Regions from separate parts of the Danio rerio genome. Here region 2 is linked to region 1. Evidence: chromatin contacts called from public Micro-C data. All regions are on one chromosome and are shown on one strand. Each heading gives the region's core, a stretch centred on a gene start, on an enhancer-like site or on the middle of the called end of the contact. The rest is flanking DNA. Distances are from core to core; before and after follow the strand shown. Region 1 holds the start of arl8bb (ADP-ribosylation factor-like 8Bb). Region 2 overlaps itpr1b (inositol 1,4,5-trisphosphate receptor, type 1b).

What was found. A called contact is a pair of places that touch in the nucleus more often than the background predicts.
Region 2: a contact with region 1 is called in a Micro-C map of caudal fin, with 17 times the contacts expected there. The contact joins the enhancer-like site here to the promoter of arl8bb in region 1. A contact is called at or near these places in 10 of 18 Hi-C or Micro-C datasets (caudal fin, embryo, hematopoietic stem cells and 2 more) and 2 of 4 datasets of contacts at active chromatin or transcription factors (caudal fin and embryo).

The regions. Positions count from the first base shown.
Region 1 is chr11:38,138,052-38,145,765 of GRCz12tu, reverse strand. It overlaps arl8bb (ADP-ribosylation factor-like 8Bb), which reads left to right and starts at 4,041. Exons shown (of 7, transcript NM_001326478.1): 1 at 4,041-4,279; 2 at 7,459-7,539; 3 at 7,636-7,709. The coding sequence starts at 4,157. bhlhe40 (basic helix-loop-helix family, member e40) reads left to right here. Exons shown (of 5, transcript NM_212679.2): 5 at 1-927.
Region 2 is chr11:38,343,442-38,351,155 of GRCz12tu, reverse strand. itpr1b (inositol 1,4,5-trisphosphate receptor, type 1b) reads left to right here. Exons shown (of 58, transcript XR_012387289.1): 12 at 2,926-3,080. Among named protein-coding and RNA genes, the nearest start is that of itpr1b, 63 kb to the left of the region's middle. Within about 2 kb of position 2,940, at least 35 of the 62 cell types and tissues checked have an H3K27ac peak or open chromatin away from gene starts, as enhancers often do. A contact at or near this core is called in caudal fin and skeletal muscle, where this site is marked.

The DNA of each region.
Region 1 (7,714 bases), core at 2,792-5,291:
TGAGTAAAAGTATCTGGGGAGGGTGAACGGCTGCTCTCTGCACTTATGCCGAATGTTTAAGTCGTAAACAAAACTAAACCCAGAATGTGACGTGCAGATGGTCCCCCATTGATAAGGACTTTGCCCTTTGCACAAGCACCTTTTCATTTGTTGAATGTAAACGAAAAGTCCTTTTATAATAAAACATCACCCCTGTAGATGCTGCTTTTTGGACATTTCTCTGTGCCGTGGACGCTTGATCAGGAAGCTCCACTCTCTTCTGCTTCTGTGACTGCTTTAACCAATAAGAGTCGTCCTTTTAGACTAGAAGGCTACCAAATAAACGTCTTTGCATTGGTCGACTGCGTGCACGTTTCCCATCTCGCGCTCATCTGAGTTTTCTTGCATAAACGAGGACGCCACGGACTCTTGAGACGTGACGCTCGTGTAAATACGGGAGTGATGTAATCATGCTGTAGCTTCTTGAGTTTGTCATCCATTCGTGCACGTAGCTGAAGCTGTTGTGAGGTATCCGCGTTGTGTAATTATTTTGTTTATACTTCTTGTACATCTGTATTTTTGATACGTGACCCACACCTTTAAGTTTCTAGACAGCCGAGCGCTGTATGCCATGAGATTGTGTACATAGCATCATGTTCTGTGTTCATTTCTGGTCAAATTAGGACAGATCTTTGTTCATGCTGTTGCCTTTACCTGTTTAAAGCAGTAAACATGATGGCGGATATCTACATTTTTGATCCTGGATTCTTCATAGAAGCAAAAGAAAGTGAATGTAATGTTCAAAAAAACAATTAGTTTTGTATAGGAAGAGGTACTTACTTTTTATTTTGGGACCTAAGAGAAGGTTGCTTGATGTATATATTTTGTCTAAAGGTATTGTTGACATACATTAAAGTAAAAGTATTAATAAAGTCTTTTTTCCCTGTGGATATTGTCTGTGTATGTGCCTTGGAAAGCTCCAAACCATGTTTAGCAGCAAAAACATCGCTGTGTTTTTCCCATCACAGTTCGTCCTTATGTAACACTTACATAACCCATAAAACTTGCTCCGACCATGCAAATCCTTTAGACACACAATATGATAAGAGTCAGGTTACAAATATTCCAACCAGCCTCCTAACTAAAGTCTACTTGGCCGTAATAAAAAGTGTCAGGTTTTGTGACGCAGGTCAAGCCACTATTCGTATTATTAGTCTTCAAAACTGCTTTACATGTCCGAAATGCATCACGTCCCTTTCTAATGCAGTTAGCTCCTGAATTAGGTTAAGTCTATCTCTCCCCGCGTGTTTGGCTGTGTGCTGGATTCAGCGCAGCTTCACTCCTCCGCCCGCTGGGAAGTGAGCAGGCAGCGGTGTAATAATCACGCACATGTAGAGGCACACGGCAGACCGCCAGACACATGCACATATCCAGCGCAGTCCGGCCAGCTCCAGAATAAACACACGACAGCAGTCCATGATGATTAATAAGCGCTATATTAACAGTGTCATTTGTTATTAATAGATTTGAAAGGTCAATTATATAATAAAGCAAATTATATTAAGTTAAAGTGATCCTTAGGTATCGTGTTTTTTTTTACAAATAAAAAAGTATTAAATATGCACAGAAACAAAACAGGTTGATACAAAAAAAAATAATAATAATAGATAAATAAATAAATATATAAATACGTAAATTAACAAATAAAGAAATAAAGAATAGACGTACATTCCAGGGTAAAACAGCAACAACAAAGCAATCAGATATATCAAATAGCCTGACATAAAAAATAAGGCAGTATAGAAGTGCAAAAGTTAAGATGTGCATTTGTATTCAGCACAATTTAAAACTGCTTGCAGCAACAAGTGTCAGATCCTCCTGCTGCGACATGAATAGCTCATCCATCTGTCATCTTAAAGCTTGTAGCGCCATCGTGTGTCGTTTTAATCAACTGCAGCAAATCCCCAAATACTCAATTGTGTATTTTTTAAGTAATTAAACTTAACCATTACCAATATCGTTTAAACCATATGCTTTTACCCGTTTGTCAGCAAGAAGTTTTTGATCATTTAAAGTATAACATCAATGACACTTTGCATTTACACGTTTATTGTATAATGTATTTATTATCATGGCAATATATAATTTTCATAATGCTAAGAATGTTGGTTGAGCATTCCTATGTTTTGTTTTATTTTACAAAATGCCATTTGAAAATATTTAGGTTAAACTGACTTCTGAAAAAATATGTGGCTAATTATTGTAAAATGTCTTTGTATCGTTTAAGTTCACAGTTGAAAGAAGGAAAGAAACAAAAACGTAAAGAAATCATTTCATTTGATAAATAGATTTGGAAAATCTGTGTATCGCTTTGTTTGCATAACAAAAAAAAAAGTTTGTTTATTGACAAAATAATTTTAATTAAAAAGCAAGCAATGAAAATGTATTATTCAAACAAATAAAATGTATATAAAATGCTTGCATTGTTTAGGATAAAATAGTGCGACTAGTCATGCATGTTTTATAAATATTAACAGTAATCTACTTATTTAATCAATTTTAAAATACAGATATGTTACATAAAAATGTAAAAATAAATTAATATACATATTTTACACGATGCAATCGGTTTTCTCAAATGGTTTGAGTTACCTTGTTAACTTACCTTATGCAAATATTGTTTTTGCAAGGATACACAGATTTCCAAATCTTCTTTTGATTTCTTGCTTGTTCATTTTATTTTTATTTCATTAAAAAAGCGTTGTTTTTTTCTAGAACGTTATTTATTTGGCTACGTTTTTATGTTTCTTTCCTTCTTTTAACTATGAAAATTAAAACATACAAAGACATTTCACAGCAAATATAGCACATATTTATTTCAGAAGTCAGTTTAACCTGCTTCCTTTCTGAAAATGGCGTTTTAATAAAAGTAAAAAATATACTGTATATACTCTCTCAGAAATAAATACACGAGCTGTCACTGGGGTGGTACCTTCTCAAAAGGTACACGTTTGTACCTAAAGGGTACACACTGGTACCTTAAAGTATACATTAGTACCTAAACATTTTAAGTGGAACACTTTTGTACTTTTTAGGTACTAATATGAACCCTTGAGGTATTAATGTGGACATTTTAGGTACAAATTTGTACCTTTTGAAAAGGTACCACCCCAGTGACAGCGCATGTACTTTTTGTTTCTTAGAGTGTAGAAATTATATATTCTTATATATATCCTCAGTATTATGAAATGTATGTCCATTGAAGTTCAAGTACACCCAAAAAGAAAAGTTTTGTCATCATTTACTCACCATTCACTTATTCACAATATTTGAGTTTCTTTTTCTGTTAAACACAAAATTATATATTTTAATTTTAAGATTGTTACACATCTACTTCCAAAAAATACTATGGAAGTCAATCGATCCCAACAACCAGCATTTTTCTAAATATCTTCTTTATGTTCAGCAGAAGAAAGAAACTCAAATAGGATTACAACCACAGGGAGAGTAAATGATGACATAATTAATTTTTTTTTGGGGGGGGGGGGGGGGGGGAGACATTACAATAAACATAACACTATCAAGATATGTTAATTATAATAATCTGAATAATGAAGTTTTGTTAATAATCTATTTATTTTGTTGATTAAGTTTCATATTCATAAGTGTACAATTTTCAACAAAAACCCTGATTTACGTTTTATAAGGAACTGAAAAATTACTTTTGTATTATTCAACATTAAAACTGCCATTTGTGCTCTATTTTCATAATTTTTGATTAATGTAAAGGTCCTGCTTGTTTGTAATTGTAAGTATTGGGTTTGATTATTTATACTCTTGTTTTTTGTGTTTGTTTTGTTTCCTTATTTTTAAATATTTTTTTATTATTATTTACCTTCTATCACGCGGGCATTGTTGTTTCATGTATCTGTTGTTTAAAGCATAATCATAAAAAATAAATACAAAAATAAAAATAAATAAACAAATACTATAGGACTTTTGTTCTATCGGACTTTTATTCTGAAAGTTAGCGTCAAGGTTGAGCGGCACGTTTGATGCGCGTCAGCTGATGTCACATGACTCGAGCCGCTTCCTCTTTCAGACTTTTTTTCCTATCTCCAGCAGGAACACAGACTCATCATCCTGACCGTCGGATTTGTCCCGCAGCAGCGCAGAGATGTTGTCCCTCTTCCACCGGCTCCTCGACTGGATCAGGTCGCTCTTCTGGAAGGAGGAGATGGAGCTCACGCTGGTGGGCCTTCAGTACTCCGGGAAAACCACTTTCGTCAACGTGATTGCTGTAAGTCTGCATTCAGTGCTTGTCTGAGTTGTTGATAATGTACTGCTGTCATGTGTAAATGATGTCATGCTGTCATGCTGATGACTCAAGGCCAGACAGAGGCGGAGGACAGCTTTAAAACCTGTTTATATTAGTCATGTGCTGTGAAGAGTTTGGTTGGGATGTTTCACATAGGGTCAAGTTTGCATATGATATGTTATTTATTTACAAACCATGTAGAGTTTAATGATTGTATTTTGTCAATAATATGACTTTTAGGGTTTATGAGATGGTCACTAGCGTTTTATAGTTTCTAAGAGCTTAATGTAATATGCATATAATGTAAAATATCATAATTTAATATACAGAATCTATATGACTAGTTAAATTCTAACTTCTAAATTCTAGATTATTATTTCCTTCTAAGATGTTATATTATATTTTATTATCTTATCTTATCTTATATTGTATTATATTATATTATATTATATTATATTTATTGTATTATATTATTCGTTTCAAAGCATTAAAATAAGGAATGGGGCTGTTTTCTTTTATATAAAGCGTTTAAAATATGTATAAATATTTTTAATAAATTATATAGTTCGAATTATATAATATTATATTACATTACATTACATTATATTATATTCATTCATTCATTCATTTATTCATTCATTTTCTTTTCGGCTTAATCCCTTTGTTAATCCAAGGTCGCTACAGCGGAATGAACCGCCAACTTATCCAGCACGTTTTTATGCTGAATGGCCTTCCAGCCGCAACCCATCACTGGGAAAAATATTATATTATATTATATTATATTATATTATATTATATTATATTATATTATATTATATTATATTATGTGGCCACTGGCGTTTTGTAGTTTATATAAGTTTAACCCTTTAATGCACTTCATGGGTCTAAATTGACCCGTCTGTTTATTTTTTCTATATCTATTTTATAGCTTGTGCATCAAAGGGTTAATATAATATAAATACAATAAATGTAATATAAAATAGTTTAATATACAGAATCTATGTAACTAGATAAATTCACTGCAAAGTTAAACATTTAAGCTTTAGGATTATTGTGATTTTTAAAAAAAAAAAATTGTGATTATTATCTCCTTCTAAGATATTATCATTTATTTATTCATTTTCTTGTTGGCTGAATCCCTTCATTAATCCGGGGTTGCTACAGCGGAATGAACTGCCAACTTATCCTGCACATTTTTACGCAGTGGATGCCTTTTCAGCCGCAACCCATCACTGGGAAACAAAACAGAACTAAATTATTTAAATAAAATTTTAAACTATAGTTACAATTAATGCCAATTAATTGTCAGCACAAAAATCATGATTTTGACTGATCTATCAGTAATGACATAAAAAAAGGCATTGTCATGAACAATATTTTTTCTGTAATACGCTCCATCTCATTTACTCAAACCTGATTTTATCACTGGGCAACATGCTTGACTGAGTACCAGTGACTATCCCACTTAGGGGATTTTGAAAACTTGTCCTTTTGCTTCCCAAATTTGCTTCTGCAATGCAGCACAGTGGGTTTATAAACCAAAAACACCCTTTTGCTCATCAAAACATGTTGGTTTTATTTTTATGAGGAAAAGAAACTGCTCCTTCGGGTGTCACTAATAAAAACAATTCCCGCTTCGTATGACCACTGATAAATGTGATCCTATAAGATTTAAGATTAATTAAAAGCAGATACACTGTAATATGATGACGATGATCCGGTGGTATTGCACACAGCAAGAAATGGAGAAGCACCACAAGAGGAAATGATAAAAATACAAGCTTTCACCACTCAGGTGTTTTGCATTATGAGCGTATACAGTATGTGCCTAAACTCTTTTCAGTCATGAGGCGTTTGGAGTATAATTATTAAGGGAACTTCTTGTTTTACATTTTCCACTCAAAAGTGATCTGCTTGTTTTAATATTTTACTCTTGCACAGTTTTACTATTGTAGTCGGTCATGAGACTTTCTGGCCTGTTTGAACAAAAATTCGCATTACTGCAGCTAGAAATCTCCAAGACTTGCTTGTGCGAGTGTTTTAGGCGAAAGTTGAAAGCTTTGACTGCACATTATTGTTGACTTCCTCTTATGCGTGCCGTTATTTTTAAACCTTTGCAACCATGTGACTGGATGATTTTACAATGTGATACGGTGAGAGCTGATATGACATTGTAAAGTATAAAAATTCGCCATGAGAGTCTAAAAGCTTTGATAACATGTAAAAATAACAATATAACTTGTAAAATTGACAACATATTAGTTCTTAGCACTGGTTAGCACATTGAGCTAGACATGCCTTGCCTAGTCATTGTTTTGGTCACGTTAGGGTTAAACTTTGCAGTTACTCCACAGTCCTGTGTGTTTTTAACTCGTACTCAACTGGAATCTATATTCAACATTGCAGATCCTGTGATGTGACTAGTGCGCATGTGCACATTGTGATGCTGAAACAATATGTTATGCAGCCCTACTATAAATAATGTATTTTGTGACACCACAAAATAAACGATGGAGCATAATGTGAACTGATAGACTTATTATTTTCATCCATGCGCTATATACAGTTGAAGTCAGAATTATTAGCCCCCCTAATTTATTAGCCCCCCTGTTTAATTTTTGCCCAATTTCTGTTTAACGGAGAGAAGATTTTTTCAACACGTCTAAACATAATAGTTTTAATAAATCATTTCTAATAACTGATTTATTTTATCTTTGCCATGATGACAGTGAATAATATTTTACAAGACATTTTTCAAGACACTTCTATACAGCTTAAAGTGACATTTAAAGGCTTAACTAGGTTAATTAGTTTAACTAGGCAGGTTAGGGTAATTAGGCAAGTTATTGTATAATGGTGGTTTGTTCTGTTGACTATCGAAAAAAAATATAGCTTAAAGGGGCTAATTTTTTCCTTAAAATGGTGTTTAAAAAATTAAAAACTGCTTTTTATTTTAGCCGAAATAAAACAAATAAGACTTTCTCCAGAAGAAAAAACATTATCAGACATACTGTGAAAATGTCCTTGCTCTGCTAAACATCATTTGGGAAATATTTAAAAAAGAAAACAAAATCCAAAGGGGGGCTAAGAATTCTGACTTCAACCGTATATGTATCATCATATTGCACAACCACAGTCTACATGTCTTTCTTTTCCACTAGTCTGGTCAGTTCAATGAAGACATGATCCCTACAGTCGGCTTCAACATGAGGAAAGTCACCAAAGGGAATGTAACAATAAAAGTAAGTGTTATCTGCACTGATTATTCTGCTGCATCATGAATGGATTATGAATAAATCATCAATACCTGATATCATGTCATCTTGTTTTTAATATAGATTTGGGATATAGGTGGGCAGCCGCGGTTTAGGAGCATGTGGGAACGATATTGTCGTGGCGTCAACGCCATTGTGTGAG
Region 2 (7,714 bases), core at 1,691-4,190, 210 kb before region 1:
TAAATCAAAAGATGCCTCTTATCTTGAAGTTCTGTGCAGCATTGTGCTTTTGTCAAGTGTTTGTGCATTTTGTGCCATTTAAAAATTTCATTTGATTTTCTTTTTAGGCTTTGGTGGTTTTCTTTGGTTCTCATTTAACAAATTATTATAATTATTATTTAAATCTGTAGATACAGTGGGTTATAATTAAAGGGGTGGTCCAGAATTTATTTTAAGGCTTGGTTGTGTTTATAAGATGCAAAGCAATGTGTGCTCATGCTTTACTTTACTTTTTTTTCATCTTACTTTGATTATATACAGCTACTCCGCTATCATGAAAACGACATTATTTCCTAGTAACGACATATTTCCTAGTTCCTCCAAAGGCCCGCCCTCAAGAGACTCTGATTAGTCAGAAATCATAATGTGCTGTGATTCGTGGATCGGTTCCATGTCACCAGGAATCGTCACGCCTCTGTTAGCACGCGCTTTGCCGTTGTGTAAATACTGTCAGTCAGAGTAGCTGTTAGCTTGAGCCTGAATCAGACAGAAATTGACACAAAGCACACAGCTGAACCTCACGACTGCTCACTAAAATAAAATCTGACAAGTGTCTTTCACATATATTCGGATTATAAGCATGTGTAAGCAATATGAAACGTTCTCATATCTTTTGCAAGTTCGTTATTTGAGATGTAGAATGCAGGGAAAGCATAGCGAGACACTGAAAGCAGCCGCATAGAGAAAGACTGCAGTGCTGCTGAAGACAGTGGGTGTTTACAGCGGTGCCAAACAGCATTTCCCGTTGTTTACGTCCTCACTACAACATACCTTTACCACTAGACACTATGGATGTAATGGATAACAAATTTAACGAATAAAAATACTTACAGGTTGTGGCTCACAATCCACAGCCACTTCAGTTATGGTTGGAGCTGCTCCTTTCTTGAGGAGTTTTTAGCCGACTTCAGAACTAGAAGAGATTTTGGAAGTTCTCCTTTGTCAAATGCTAATTATATGTATTTTTATAATTCTCTGGAACATAATAAAAATAAACTGTAAGCACTTCTCTCTGTGTCGTGTCCTTTGGAAGCCCAAATACAGAAACAGAACAAGCTTTCTCTGCTACATTACAGCACTACAGCACCTCTGGCCACGGCCCTTTGCTTCGCAGGGTGTATGCTCATGGTGAATCTGTGTAACTGGAAGCGTTTGTGATCTCAATAGCCTGGTTGTATTTTTTGTATTCCCCAAACTTTGTTCGCTGTAGGCTTTGCTAAGCTAACTCTGTAAAAGCCAATGTCTCCCTTTGCATTGAACTTTGAGCAGCTGACGTTCAGAGATGCTGCTTATGTTCACACAGCTACATTACATATCAACTGAAGTGTAAAATATGATATCGTAGTGGACCACCCCTTTTATGGATTATTGATCTGACAGCTTTTGGAATTTTCTATTTTATTTTTATTTCAATTTATCATTGTTTTTATGTGCATTTTGAGCCATTTTAAATTTTCAATTGATTTTTTTAATAAATGTTTTTCATATGTTTATACAGTGGGTTTTAATTTATGTCATATTGATCTGACAGCTTTGTATATATTCAGTTTTCTTTTCATTTCAATTTATCTTAATGTATTTATGCGTGTTTTGTGCCATTTTAAAATTTAGTTTCATTTCTTTTGGGCTTTGGTTTTATTTAGTTCTCTTCTAATTAATTAACATTTTTTAAAATATGTATATAGTGCTTTTTATTAATTTATTAATTTTTTCAATTCAATTTTCAATTTTTCATTTCAGTTTATCTTAATGTATTTATGTTCGTTTTGTGCCATTTTAAAATTTCATTAGATTTTTTTAGGCTCTGTTTGTTTTATTTGGTTTACAATTATTTATTTAATTATTTTTTAAAATATGTATATACAGTGATATTAATTAAATTATTAATAGTCTGACAGGTTTTTATATTTTAATTTATTTTCATTTCAATTTATGTTTAAGTATTTGTTTTTTTTCTTTTGATATGTTTATAATGTTTTAATTAAGTTTTACTAATGGTACTACTTCCTATGCAATTTTTTAAAAATTGTTGATAATTTCTGTTAACAAGACAATATTTCAGATGTGATTGTCATTATTATTATTATTATAAAATTAATCGTATTAATTAATAAATACAAATAATAATAATAATAATAATAATGCATATTGTTATTTATTTACGTCTTTCAATTACCAAAAACCATCCTTAACAATCCCAGTACTTGTTAATTTTACATTGAAAGTAAAATACACAGGTAACAATAAAATACTCAGTTTGAGACTAGAAATGCATACATAAAACATTTACAAACTTGTCTGTTTAATAATATATCATATATTCAGCATATATATTTTTATATAAATCTATAATATTAAATTTATTCGACGTTTTAATGTTTTTAGTTTGTAGGCTGTATTCTTTAACCCTCCACGCGGTGTCGCTGCTGCTGCGGAAAAAGCAGTGTGTGCAGTGCGTCACTGCACCTATAGATGCCACTAGAACACCACTCATTTTAATCACCTGTTGAGACAGTAGCGCGCGCCTACTTTGTAAGTTAATCATTATGTTTTCTCATATCAGGCCCTTATGTCAAGTATATTAAACCCTATTGAATGTTTGCGCAGAGTTTCTTTCTAATTAACCAAAAATCAACATTTTTTAGCTTAATTATTGTCCAAAAATGCTGAACCTGTTCATCTTGAAACCACACGTCAAACGGTGAGACAGTTTTCGCGTTCTTCATGTTCTTTCATGTCCTCAGGTGTGAGTGTGTGTGTGTGTTATTTAAGGTCACACTCAAGAGTTGTAAAGATGTCAGGACTCAAAGATTGTTTGCTGGGGTGAAGGTTTAAGTGTGTGAGCTGAAGAAGTGTGTTTGTGTTGTGTTTTTATCTCTCCTCCAGCTGGACTCTGAACATGAGGCTCTGCGAGCTCGTCTGCGCACGCCCAATGAGAAGGTCATGTACTCACTGGTGTCTGTGCCTGATGGCAATGACATTTCCTCTATATTTGAGCTGGACCCCACCACTCTCAGAGGAGGAGACTCACTCGTGCCCAGGTACACAACAGTAAACACGGTATAACGCTGGGCAGGTATGGAAAGTGCCGGTTCAGAGGTCATACTTAAAATAACCAGTTAAAGTCATAATTATTAACCTGATTATTTATTAACCTAAATAATTAATCCTGAATTATTAGCCCCCCATATGTATTTATTTATGTATGTGTGTGTGTGTATATATATATATATATATATATATATATATATATATATATATATATATATATTATACATTTCTAAACATAATTGTTTCAATAACTCATTTCTAATAACTGCCATGATGACAGCATAAAATATTTGATTAGATTTTTTTTTTAAAGATACTAGCATTCAGCTTAAAGTGACATTTAAAGGCTTAACTTGGTTAATTAGGCAAGTTAGGGTAATTAGGAAATTTTGTTCTGTAGACAATAAAAAAAATTGCTTAAGTGAGCTAATAATATTGACCTTAAAAATTAAAAACTGCTTTTATTCTTGCTGAAAAAAATAAATAAATAAGAATTTCTCCAGCAGAAATATTATTAAAGGAAATACTCTGAAAAAAGTCATTGCTCTTTTACAATAATAAAATGTATATAATATTATAATATTTTACTGTGGCATCTGAACCTGAACTGTCTATACCTGCCCAAGGGTAACCTTCGAATTGACTTTGAATTGACTGATACATACTTGTGAAGAAATACACTAACAAATTCTGGGTTCCACGCAATTCCTTCATGTTTTTCCAAAACAAATTGATTGGTAACTTAATTGTTTTTACAAATTTTAGGGGATTGGACATAAAACACTCAAGTTGTGTCCAAAAATTTTGATAATTGTGTTGTTTTCATTTTTGTTTTAAGCTAAAGTCATTTTTGAGTGTGTAGATGAGTGTATTTATAATGTCTAATGTCTTTCTGCCCAAGGTTATATTTTTATTAGGCATAACACACACAACAATATCTTTTAAACTTATTAGTATCTAGGGTCACACTTTATTTTTCATGGTCCGTTTGTTGAATTTAAGATACATTGCATCTACATGCCATCTAAATCTCATTAGATCATAAGTAGACTATTAGGTTGATGTTAGGGTTAGTGTAAGTTGACTGAACTGAACTGAGCTTAAACTCTTAAAACTAAACTACACTGTTTCATTTCACTATGTGAAGCTGCTTTGACACAATCTACATCGTAAAAGTGCTATAAAAATAAAGATGTATTGAGTTGAATTGAATTGACATGTACTTGCAAAGTTTCTTATAGTCAGTTAAATGTCTGTTGAAGCAGCAGTATCAACAGATATTAAGCAGAAAGTCTACTAATACTCAAGTGGACCATCAAAATAAAGTGTTACCGTATCTCGTAGGCATATTAGAAAAAAACATAAAGACTTTAATGGTGTAGATAGACTTTTCAATAGTGTAACAGAATTAGTAACGGGAAAAAAAAAGAAATGAAAAAAATTGAATAGTAAAATATAAAAAATAGGTGTATTTTAGGTTTCTTTAAATGACCCAATGTAAATATCTGTGATTTATTGTTGGAAAGGTGGAAAACAAAAATATTTTGTCTGGTTGACAGAGTTTGAGTGACCGTTTGACTTTTTAGTATTACAAAAATTATATTTGGACAAATAGTATAACCGAATTAGTGGAGAAAAAAAAAGTGTATTTTTAGGGTGTACTTGCACTAGGCTATCTGAACTGTGCCCAGATGCATTTGACCCCCATTTCCCAGTTTGTTTGACAAGTGTGAGTGCTTTGAATCTGGCCCTCACTCTGTTGGAAGAGGTGTGCCAGAGCGCGGTTTGGTTGGGCTTTAGCATGGTATGCTACACTTATAGTGTGATTGCAAAGCGTGCCTGAGTGTGAAACTGAAGACGCAACGTCACTTTTAAGGGACTGTTTTATATGGATTTATTAATCATTCTTACTTTTCAGTAAACACAAGCTGTCGTATTTTAATAAAGATAGAAAACTCTGCTGCACAATGACTGTCATAAACATATTTGAGCGACATTTATGGATCTGTTCAGCAAAAGATTTGTCTGTGTGTCACTGCATCCAAAATGACTTTAAATAATACAAAACAATATAACTAAAGCAATCTCCACTGTGCTGAGTGAGAGCGCTTCTGTTAAAGCGAACAGTCACATCATCAATGACTAAAGCGTGATCAGGCTCGGAAGGTAAAATAGCAACGTGAGTTCAAGACAACCGGGTCTAGTGTGAGTACAGCCTTAGTCAAATACAAGCATCTCTGACATATTGTTATAGGAAAACTGTAAATTATTTTGTCAGGTGACAAAGTTTGATTGGCAGTTTTCTAATCATTAACTCCACAGAAGTCTGATATTCCTGTTTATGAAGAGTTCAGACAACACACACACATATACTCTTTCTCTCTCTCACACACACACACACACACACACACACACACTGTAGATACAAGTCTGTTTCTCCGATTTACCCTTATTCTACTGCCTGAGAAGTGAAATATGATCAGACTTCAGATTTTACCTGTGGCTGATCGCCAGCAGCAGATAGTGCTGACTTCAGGCATGCAGGATATTTCAATCGGGTAGTAAACAACTCTTAATTACCAGGAAGAGAAGACTGACAAGTTTATCAGACTGATATGGCTGAAGTCACAGAAGAAGATGCAGTTTTGCATATGTACTGTATGTTTTTCCTTTACGTAAAGTAGAACCTTCATCTCATGCACTCAAAACAATGTTGCTTTACTTGTCTAAAATTAGATAAAACAGTGCCTTATAAATGTCTGACACTTTATTTATTTTATGGTCAATTCACTTAATTTTGTTTAAAAAAAAAGAGAAGAAAAAACAAGCTAAATGAATTATTTTGTATTGGGACTACATGATTATTTTTGTTAGCTTAACTAACTGGCTGGTTTACTATAGTTCACGGCATGCATAAACAATAATTATAATCCTTAGTGTTTTAAGTAAAGCCTTCTAAGAGTTTAAGCTTTGTTTATTTTGGAGCTTGAGAAGAGTTTTAGTATAGTTTTGAGGTGTTACCGCTGCACTCATGTTTATTAACAACAGTTATGATCCTTGCTTCACCCTGTGTGTAATAACTGCTAACTGTGCTCAGTCTCTTTTTACTTGCCCAGTCCATATGTTAAAAACCATACAATGTTAAAAAAGAAACATAAACAGTATCTCTTTTTTTGCCACTTCTTGGGCAATTAATTGAATATGGCTTTTTTTTTTGCCAAACTACAAGTCTTTCTCTAGAAACAAAATATTCTAAGGAATTCTCTTAAAAATTGTCTTGCTTAGTTGAACGCTGAAAATGGCACAGGAAGGCTAAAAAATTGCTTTTAACGAGTGCTGCGCGATATTGGAAAAACGTAACATTGTGATATCTTGTTATTCTGCGATTATATATTGCGGTATGAATACAATTTCTCCAGATGACTTAAAATTGCAGTAGGTGATTGTCTTCAGAAGCATTTTTTGTTGTGCTGGTTGAAAGTCTATTCACAGTCTATAAGTAATGATTAAAGTAAATGATCCAAATGTATTTATATGTATTTTTATATTTTGGGTATAAAACTAAAAAAATGTTCATCCAATTAAATAGATACGTTCTGTTTTAAAACTTTTGTTTTAGCTTCACGCAAAGCTGACGTAACGTTAAATGTTGTTGTTACAAATGGGTCATATCTTCACAGAAGTGTTGTTCAGCCACTAAAATCTTCTGATGAAAGATTGATAAAACTATTTTCAGTTTCATAAATGACCTTTTACAGCATCTATAATGTAGATTTTAATTAGTTTAACAACAAAACACAAGTAAATAGAGCTATTCTGCCTAGTCTCTCCCTAAATTGTTTACCATGCAACTCTAAATGTTTGCTCTGAAATAGCATGTCAGTTTGGTTTGCTCGCCGCCAGACAAGCACTAGTAGCTTTTAAAACATGAGAGAGGGTTCTTTTGCTGTGCTCTTTTTTAAGGAGGCGTGGCTCTAGACGGCAGGGGAGGGACTGTGATTCAGAGATTTATGCTAAGCTGTTAGCATTATGGAAGATCAAATACAGCAACTTTAAATATCTCTATTTGTAAAGAATTAATACTTTTCAAAAGATTGGGCTGATTTTGTACAGGAGTGCATCTGCAGGAAAAAAAAAAAAAAAAAAAATATATATATATATATATATATATATATATATATATATATATATATATATATATATATATAAACGGTAAAAAAAAGTAGTTAGCGATGTCGCAGTAAAAAGGTCGCTGGTTGGAATCCCAGCTGGACCCGTTGGCATTTTTATGTGGAGTTTGCATGTTCTCTCCATGTTCGCTTAGGTTTCCTTATTGTTTAAATAAGGAGTAGCAGTATTCAGTTTATACAGGAATTGAATAATCAAATGTAAAATACTGTAAAGTGGCAGTGTGGTGGCACAGTGGCTAGCGCTGTCGCCTCACAGCAAGAAGGTCACTGGTTCGAGCCTCAGCTGAGTCAGCTGGCATTTCTGTGTGGAGTTTGCATGTTCTCCCCTTGTTTGCGTGGGTTTCCTCCGAATGCTCCGGTTTTCCCTACAGTCCAAAGACATGCACTATAGGTGAATTGAATAAGCTAAATTGTCCTTAGTGTATGTGTGTAAA